Regions from separate parts of the Rattus norvegicus genome. Here region 1 is linked to region 2. Evidence: chromatin contacts called from public Hi-C data. All regions are on one chromosome and are shown on one strand. The core of a region is the stretch at or near the end of the contact, and the rest is flanking DNA. Distances in the headings are between cores, read along the strand shown.

Region 1 (4,896 bases), core at 937-3,436, 140 kb after region 2:
CCAAGGCCCTTTAGAGACGCTGATGAAGGCTACATACCATCCTGGAAACTTGTCTACTCACAGCTAGTCTCCTTGTACTTTTAGGTTTATGTACTTCCCGGAGCTGGAGAGCCCCGTTAAAGTCCTGGACAGGTAAAGTCAGGCTCCCAGAGGCTGAACCACCAACCAAAGAGCATACGTGGGATGGACCTAGGCCTCCTTCCATCATCTGAGTCTCAGGGGTAGGACTCTGATAGTCAGGCTTGGCAGCCTACCTAATTTTTTATTTTAAACTAAAGTTAACCCCTATGATCTGAATACAGGTGTTCCCCTGACAAAACAAAGGAACAATGTCAAAGGCTACAATTCCTCTTCTCCTTCATTTCCTCCTCTTCTCCTTCTCTTCCTCCTCCTCCCTCTCTTTCTTCTTATGGTTTGATTTTTTGAGTGAGGGTTTCTCTGTGTAGCCCTGGCAGTCCAGGGACTCACCCTGTAGACCAGGATGGCTTCAAACTTAGAAATCCTCTTGTCTCTGCCTCCCAAGTACTGGGATTAAAGGCGTGTGCCCTCTGTCCCTACAACCACCAGGCCACACTACTTACTAGGAGGCAGAGACTCTGGGAGATGACGAAGTCTCACAGGAGCCTCTTTCAAGAACAGGATTAGGAAAATGACTTGAGAGAGCTTGTTTTTACTTTGTAAGAAGCTGCTGGTGCCTTGGGATATTGGACTTCCCAGTCTCTAGAACTCTACAGAAAAAAAAAATCTATCGTTTAAAAATTATTCAAACAAGGACTGGAGAGATGGCTCAGCGGTTAAGAGCACCCAACTGCTCTTCCAGAGGTCATGAGTTCAATTCCCAGCAACCACATGGTGGCTCACAACCATCTGTAAAGAGATCCGGTGCCCTCTTCTGGTGTGTCTGAAGACAGCTACAGTGTACTTACATATAATAAATGAATAAATCTTTTAAAAAAATTACTCAAACTAAAGTATTTTTGTATTAGCCATCAAAATGGCCGAAACAGGTAAACTGAGCCCAAATTAAGGAAGTGGTGTAAAATAAGTTACTTCTAGAGCACTGAATGAGAGCCAGGAGCCCATCTCCAGAAGTAGCGTGGCTAATAATGAGAGTCAGCCCTTGAAATAGCTCTGTTCTTGACCCTACATCCTCCATTTCCCACAGCTGTCCTCCTGCCTCTACATAGGCACCGATCTGCCCGTATCTCCTTGGGAACTCTCTAGGGCTCCCATCTCTTTGTGACCCTAAACCCTCCCTTCACATTGTGATGGGCACTCTTGACTTCTTATCTCCTCTGACTTTCAATCTGTCTCACTTTAATCTCCCTCATTACATTAAAAAAATTATTCAAGAAATGTCCCTCAACAAAAAGCAAGTCATGAAATGACTAAGTGGGTAAGGCAGACCAGGTTAGGGGTGAAGTGACATTTAGACCCCAGGTTCATAGTCTAAAGGGTACCTGTTACTTAGTTCCTCTTCAAGCCCAGTGTTAACCAATCCCCCAGGGTTGTTTGCTTGTGCTTTGGTTTGGTTTGGATTTGGGTTTTTTTGAAACAGGGTTTCTCTGTGCTACAGTCCTGACTGTCCCGGAACTTGCTATGTAGACCAGACTGGCCTCAAACTCACAGAGGTTCACCTGCCTCTGCCTCTTGAGTGCTGGGATTAAAGACATGCACCACCATGTCCAGCAAATTTAGTTTTTAACAAGTCTTCTACAGGTCAAACAAAACATGGCTGAAGGCTACACTTAGCTCACAGGTCACGCTGTAGTTACTCTCTGCGTAGCTGAGATTTATGGCTATGCCAGGATGCAGGCTTGAATAAACTTTGTCCTCTCACCTGATGAATCCTGTCAAATGCTCTGGAAAGCCTTTTCTTTCCTTTTGGTAGCTCTGTGGGTCTTTGCTTACCCTAATAAGGGAATCCTGTTTGGTTGAACTGCTGGTTAGTGAGAACCGCCGTACACACAGTGAGCACGGATTACCACTTTTCAAGGAACCAGAACACAATACATTTGGTTATTGGAATTCTCCAGGGTTAACTGGAAAATCCCCTCAATCAAGGTTATTGTTGAAAGACATTCTAAAATCCCGGCGTTGCTTCCTGCCTTTCTAAGCACAGGGATGCAGCCATACCCAGCTAGAGGAACACATGAGTCAATGTCTGGAGACGGCTCTGCCACCAGCCTTGCCCAAGAACTGGCTGGAGTTCCTCACAGTCAATGACTGCTAAGAGCACAGTGGTGCCCGCCTAGGGGCAGAAAGGGGGTTTGCCAGCCTCTCTGGCCTGAATCTAGACTCTTCCATTTTCTAGCTATGTGGCTTTAGGCAAATGCTGCAACCTTTCTGAATATTAGTTTTCTTGTGTCTAAACTGGAGGCGACAGTATGGTTCCACTGGGTTGTCATCGGAGACGTGAGGAAGTGGATGCTAAGTGGTGGTGGTGGGGGGCGTCTGGGATGACTGAGTGCTGGAAAAATGGAGTCGCTATTCCATTAGGAACAAAAGCATTTTTATCATGTGAAGCCATGGAATTCTCTAGCTTTTCCTTAGCGAAGTTAGAAAGCCAACACCAGTCACTCCCAACCTCAGTAGACAACTGAGAAATCAACTGTTGCAGAATTTAATTCTCCTTTCCACCCTAACCTATCACCATGAAACAGATGCCAGCCTTAAAATCAGAATCATAACTTAACTTTGGGACAGATACAAATTGTTGATTCCATCAAGAGTCATCAGCGGGACCAGCAAGATGGCTGAGGAGAGAAACACATTTGTTACCAAGAATAAACTACCTGAGTCTGTTCCCTGGGCCCCACATAGTAGAAGGAGAGAACTGACTCTCAACATATTATCCTCTGACTTAGACACACACCCTGTGACCCAAGTATTACAACCACTTCACAAAATAATTAAATAGATAAAATGCAAAAAAAATCATTAAAGAATTATCAAGGGGTTGGGGATTTAGCTCAGTGGTAGAGCGCTTGCCTAGCAAGCGCAAGGCCCTAGGTTCGGTCCCCAGCTCCGAAAAAAAAAAAAGAAAAAAAAAAAAAAAGAATCATCAACACCTACAAAAGTTTGGTTTGAATGGGATATTCACAAAGTTAAAGTACATCCACCCATTTACTTTTTTAAAATGTATTTTTTTGGGGTTTTTTTTGGTTTTTTTTTTTTAAAGATTTATTCATTTATTATATGTAAGTACACTGTAGCTGTCTTCAGACACACCAGAAGAGGGCATCAGATCTCATTACAGATGGTTGTGAGCCACCATGTGGTTGCTGGGAATTGAACTCAGGTCCTCTGGAAGAGCAGTTGGGTGCTCTTAACCGCTGAGCCATCTCTCCAGCCCTTAAAATGTATTTTTGTTTATGTGAGTTTGTGAATGTGTGTGCAGGTGTCCGAGGAGGCCAGAAAAGCAGGTCGGATCTCCTGGAGTTAGAGTTATAGGCCTGCAGTGCATGCTGGGAATTGAATGCTGCTCTTCTTGCAAGACAAGAAGTGATGTTGACTGCTGAGCATTTCCAACCAACTGCAAGGGGACAAGATAGAAAGAACCCTCATAGCAGAAAAGAGGACAGACACTCCCTCAGCCAGGGGATGGAGATGTTTGTGTCAGTCCCAGGGGCGTCCCTGCTCCTAATCACAAGCCCTCATCAACCTAACCCAGCTGAGGCGGTCTGCCCACAGCTGGCCTGCACTCTGGAGGAGGGGTCACTGTCTGACAGACCAAGATGTCCCAGGAATCATCTTAGGCTAACAACCAAAGAGCTCTGAGACTGAATGGGCCATGTGGTCTGGATATGTGGTGTTGGACCCTAGACTAAGAAGAGGGTTTTTAACTTACAGTATTGGGAGAGATGAATAGACTTTAATATATAGGTTATTAAACAATATACTATATCTACATTAATTTAAGTTCCCTAAGTAATGTAAAATAATATCCATGTTCTTGAGAAATTCACTCCAAAGTATTCAAAGGCAGAGTCTTCTAATGCCTGTAACTTATTCTCAAAGGGGCGTAAGACAAGTACAACTGTGCATACACAAACATAGGAGGGGAAACAAATGCTAATGTAGCAAGTGCTAACATTTGGTAAATTAACCTGAGTGGTGCGTACATGGGCACCTTTGTATTAGTCTCAACACTTTTAAGTAAATTAAAATTATTTAAGATAAAGACAGGGGGTTGGGGATTTGGCTCAGTGGTAGAGCGCTTGCCTAGCAAGCGCAAGGCCGTGGGTTTGATTCCCAGCTCCAAAAAAAAAAAAAAAAAAAAAAAGACATAAAGCAAAGGGCTAGAGAGATGGCTCAGCGGTTAAAAGCACTGACTGCTCTTCCAGAGGTCCTGAGTTCAAATCCCAGCAACCACATGGTGGCTCACAACCATCAGTAATGGGACCTGATGCCCTCTTCTGGTGTGTCTGAAGGCAGCGATAGTGTACTCATATACATAAAATAAATAAATCTTTAAAAAATAATAAAACTAAGCCTGGGGCTGGGTATGTAGTTCAATGGAGAAGTATATGCCTAGCAGAAAAAATACAAGTCAGCCGGTCATGGTGGAAGACACCTGTCATCCCAGCCCTTGGGAAGAGGAAGCCGGAAGATCAGACGTTCATACTCACCCTCTTGCTCAAGGTCAGCCTGGACCACATGGAACAAGAGACCGTGTTTCAAAAGACAGAAACAAAACAATAAGGCAGATCTGGGCTGCCATTTACAGAGCAGTCTCATGCGGCTGCATATAGTGAAGTAGAACCCTCCTCACGTGAAGACAGATTGGAACCCAAGTCCCTAAGGGTTCTGCTCGTCATTCAAATAGACACACTAGCAGGATGCCTCTCAGGGAATAAATAAGTAGCCTAGGTCAAAACCTGCCAGAGAATTATT
Region 2 (4,817 bases), core at 1,901-4,400:
TAAATGAAGTAGTGAATTCAAATAATGAAGTTTTTCTGAGCCAAATTTAAAGCAAGCTTTATTAAAAACTGGCCAGGACCATAGATACTGGCCTGGCCCATACCCAAGACCCATGCTCAGAATATGGCCTCAAATAGTAGATTTAATTTTTAAAAATTAATTTTAAAATAACTTTAAGGACATGAATTAGGGGGGAGAAAATCTGAAGAAAAATTTAGAAATGGAGAAGATATAACATATCCTCAAAATTGGATAAGGTAGGGGCCCTGAGGAAATGGTTCAGTGAGTAAAGCGCTTGCTGAGCATGCCTAACCGACCCCTAGCACTGTGTAAAAAGCCAGCCTAGTGGTAACACATCTATAACCCAGCACTGGGGGTTCAACTCAGCAGATTCCCCAGACTCACTGGCCAGTCAGCCTAGACAAAATGGTAAGGCCCAAAGTCAGTGAGAGACCCTGTTTCTAAATTTAAGGTCAAGGATGATAGAGGAAGATACTCAACACAGACCTCTATTGACCGCATGCACACACCGAGGTTAATGCATGTACACAGACATGTATGCATGTATGTATGTATGTATATAATATATATTAATACTATACACGCAGATATACCATGTACATATATATACACAAATAATAGGGAATTAAATACAACAGAATCTGAGGAATAAATAAAGCAAAAAAATGTACTTGACACTTAAATTATAAAAACACAGGCAAGATATTAAAGCATGTCCAGATATTAAGCAACAAAGACAAACTGAATCTTTTTTCAGTGTTTGATTTTCAGGCACTTGATAATACAAAAGCAGTAAGTCACACCTCTGTCACTTCATGGAGCTGGAGGAGAGAGTACATGAACTCCTAATGGGCTTCTAGACGAAAGCTACGACTTTAGAGGTGGAGAAGTCAATTCAAATGATCGCTGTCTCTCTCAATCTGAAAGGTTAGCCCCACATTGAAGGCAAATTCATTCCATCCAGGTATGATTAGGAGTACCTGCTGTTCTAGTTTCTAAACCCTGTGCCACATAGGGATTTACAAGCTCTGCTAAACTAAATACTTGCTTTATCATTTTAGATAGTAACAAAACAACCACAGTGACACCATGATGCCCCCTCCAGAAGTACTTGTGAGGTGCTTAAGCTTTATACAATATACTTTAATCTCCACACGGTTGTCTTCTGACTCTTGGGCGCCGACCTGCCCATACACTCTAATACCGTAACATGAGCAGATGTCTCCTTTGCTACAGGTAGAATCTATCATAAAGCATATATATTTATAGTGTCACATGACTGATAAAGGCACTCCCATGTGCAGTGTTGCCTTTCATCTTCGCAGCCTGGTTATGAAGCAGGTTTCTAACCCCCATTTCCCAGGTAACATGGGTAACTGTTTCTGAGCAGTAAGCTCACCCACGGGATCACTTTGAAGACTTCTCTAAACCCTGCAGTCCCACCTGATGTCTACCCACTATGTCACAGTTCCTGAAGGGGATGCTCATTTACTTCACATTCAAAAACACCAAGAGTCATCTGAGAAGCAAGCAGAAGGATCTCTTATGACAAAATTTTTTTCCATGCTCTTTTTCTCAGGGTACCTACTATCTGACCCCAAATTTCTCGAAGAGAAACTGTGTAGCACATCACACGTGAGTTACAGACATCCACTCCCCCCACAGTTTCTTAATGAGTTTCTGATTTGTAAATACAAAAGCTAAAGACGAACCAGACCAAGTTACTTATTTAATATCACACACAGAACAGAAGAACTGGAATTCAAATTCAGATCTCTCGTGAAGTCTACTATTCCTATTTTCCTCTCAAGCACTCATTACAGTGGCCACTAAAGAAAGCATCCGGGTGAATCTTTAAAGTGTACACCTTGGTAAATATGAAGACGAAATCACGAATTTATACACATGACTGCTTTACAGCTAAACACCAACTAGGCTACTGCTGACCCAGTGTTAATGCTAGCCTGAATGATTCACTAATTAAATGCCAAAGGAAACAACCTTCTCCAGATGCCAAACCACACTAGCGATTATGAAAACCCATTCCACTTCCGCAACTGTCAAGACTTTAGGATAATACCTGAGGGAATGGATTTCTGTCTTTATTTCCAGAACAGCTATAATACAAATTTTTGACAGTACAAAGTTGTGTGCAGATTCAAGGTGTTTCAGTAGGTGGGTCTTCACTAACAAAGAGAGAAAACTCCAAAATCAGGATTTTGAAAGCAAAAAAAAAAAAAAAAAAAAAAAAAAAAAAGGATGATTCTTTGGTACAATATGCGGGATAGGGATTGGAAACACACACACACACACACACACACACACACACCCCTCTCCTTTGCATATGACACCATTATAACAGATCCCAAAGAGGCAGGAATTTTTGGTGGCCAGCGTCTCCTGAATGCTTGTTTTGCAATTTGTATTTCCTGATTTTGACGTATTGCAGGAGGAAGAGGCAAATATATAATTTTTATAAAAATCTGCTGCGGCAAGATAAGGTCACATGAGGTCTTTTAGTGGGCGGGCTGTCTGGGGAATACAAAGACACATAAAGCACCATCCAGGCTCTTGCAATTAGGAGAGGATGACAAACACGGAAACATGTGCCCCGTTGACGTCATGGAACGGAAAGGGGTGGCCTCCTGCTGCATCACGTCCACGTCATATGGCGCACGAGGGAAGTTACTGTGGGGGAGCAATTTCTCCACTGGACAACATCGGGGAGGGGCGGGAAGGGTGAACTGGATCAGATCCAAAGAACGGCCACCCATTCTGAGGAAAACCTAAAGGGACCCAACCCTTTCTCCCAAATTGTATGATGCCCCTCGTCAAGTGCAAAAAGAGGCGGGCTTCATGAGGGACCAGGACTGAACGAGATATGTGGAAAAAGAGAAGCCTCGGATCTTGGAGGCCGGCTCTTGAGGGAATCCGCGTGCTGGGGGGCGAGCGGGGCATCTTTGGAACGCGGGCCTTCTCTTGAAGAGGCTAGCTCTCTGGCCATACTCAAACACGGCTCTCTGCGCCACCTGTGCGACTGAGATCCAACCTCCCCGCACCAGCCCGGGTCCAGGTACCTGGAACTTAAGTCCGATCAGTAACCGGCGACTAGACAGGGTACAGGTTACCCGAGCGCGCCCCCGACCGACGCACCGACCTGCGCGCGAACCGCGGGCCGGATGCGTGCGCGCTCCCCCCGGACGTCCCGCCCTCTGCAGAGCCGGCCGGGCGTGCGCGTCCCCCGGAAGCTGAGGAAGGCGGCCTGGTAGCGCCTGAAGGTTCCCCGGAGCTCTTGCCTCCACCTTGGCGCGCTCTGTGATTCTTGCCGTGGCGGTTGAGCCCTGTGCCGTGAGGCGGGGTGGGAACACGGGTCCCAGAGGAACCAGGGCCAGCCAAAAGCCGGGGAGGTTTCGGGCATTAGAGTGGGCGACCCGCACAGGCGTGTGAAACGCCCGCGTCGTTAGGGAGGACGGAGTGGCGTCCCTGGTTACGGGGTCAGGCAAAGGGCAAAGGGCAGCGTCCGGGTTGAGCAAGAGCGAGGATTAGTAATGGCGGCGTCAGGGGAGCCCGGGAGGCTCTGGCAGGAGGAAGAGGCGGCAGCAGTGGTGGTGGTGGGTTCCTGCATGACCGACCTGGTCAGGTTAGTGCGGGGCCGCAGCGCAAGGTCTCGGGAGGGCGAACCACACTGTGGGCGTCCGGGCCTCGGATCTGTGGGCACCCTCCATGGAACTTTGCTATAAACTTCAGGTTGCCACAGTGCGACTTCTGAAGTGGAAAAGGCAGAATTCAAATTGGTAGAGGTCAATGACAGGGTAAGGGACAGGGGTTGAGGAGCGGGGAGGGGGGCACATGAATGAAAGCTTTGATACTTCTAAAGACACACCCACATCCCCGGGCGCCCCCAAACACCTGCACTTGTTTCCTTGGCTAGGCTGCCCCATGACGTTTTAATCTCTGAGAACGTGCTGTACCTTCCTCACAGGGATGTTGTGAGGACAAGATGTGTTTTATCCACCAAACCCTACTAGGTAATACTGAATTGAACACGTGTGAAATAAGGCATCGAAGCAAACAGACACCTTTGCCCTCAATCGATTGTTGGCCTTCCTGCAGTGTTCCATATTTACAGTTACTTTTATGTAGAAATGAAACTATGGGTCAGCCTTTGTGGTGAACCCAAGTGTGAATTCAAAAACCAAACAAAAAAAAAAAAAAACAAATAAACGTAATTACAGCCACTAAAAAACTGATCAACTAGTGCTAAATGAGAATAGTTGAGTTAGGTCAGAGAGGTTATAGGAAAGCTCCTTCTGCTTTGTGTGCTCTGTTTTTATGAAAACGGCTTTCAAAGCATAAAATCAGTATACATTGTAGAAAAACTAATTCAGGTATTCCAAAAACTATCCAACCATCTAATTCTGTTTATGTTAATAGTCATATTTCTCAGCAACTTAATGTCATCAGTCCCCAAACGTTTTTTCCAAAAGGAAAAACAAGGAACCTTGAAACAAGACGTTAGGGTAATAATCAAAACAGCCATATCCTTGCACCAAACCACCTATATCTACTTTAAAAACAGCTCCAGGGTCTTCATATATCCAACTTAATCTTGCTTAAAACATTTATAAATTGTCACAATCATCAAGATGGCTGTGAGGTCAAGGAGCTAAGCCTAATGGCCTGAGTTCAGTCCCTGGATCCCAATGTGGTGGAAGGACAAAAACTGACTGAAGCAAGTTCTCTGACTTTTTCTACATATGTGATACATACATATGTACGTGATAGATAAATAGATA

Evidence for each region. A called contact is a pair of places that touch in the nucleus more often than the background predicts.
Region 1: a Hi-C map of Schwann cells shows a contact between it and region 2, with 2.1 times the contacts expected there. The contact joins the enhancer-like site here to the promoter of Babam2 in region 2. A contact is called at or near these places in 6 of 12 Hi-C or Micro-C datasets (the A7r5 cell line, Schwann cells, kidney and 3 more).

The regions. Positions count from the first base shown.
Region 1 is chr6:30,605,240-30,610,135 of GRCr8, forward strand. No RefSeq gene overlaps it. Among named protein-coding and RNA genes, the nearest start is that of Slc4a1ap, 46 kb to the right of the region's middle. Within about 2 kb of position 2,187, at least 2 of the 93 cell types and tissues checked have an H3K27ac peak or open chromatin away from gene starts, as enhancers often do. A contact at or near this core is called in Schwann cells, where this site is marked.
Region 2 is chr6:30,464,191-30,469,007 of GRCr8, forward strand. It overlaps Babam2 (BRISC and BRCA1 A complex member 2), which reads right to left and starts at 3,151. Exons shown (of 12, transcript NM_199270.2): 1 at 3,099-3,151. It overlaps Rbks (ribokinase), which reads left to right and starts at 3,536. Exons shown (of 8, transcript NM_001108703.1): 1 at 3,536-3,661. The coding sequence starts at 3,570.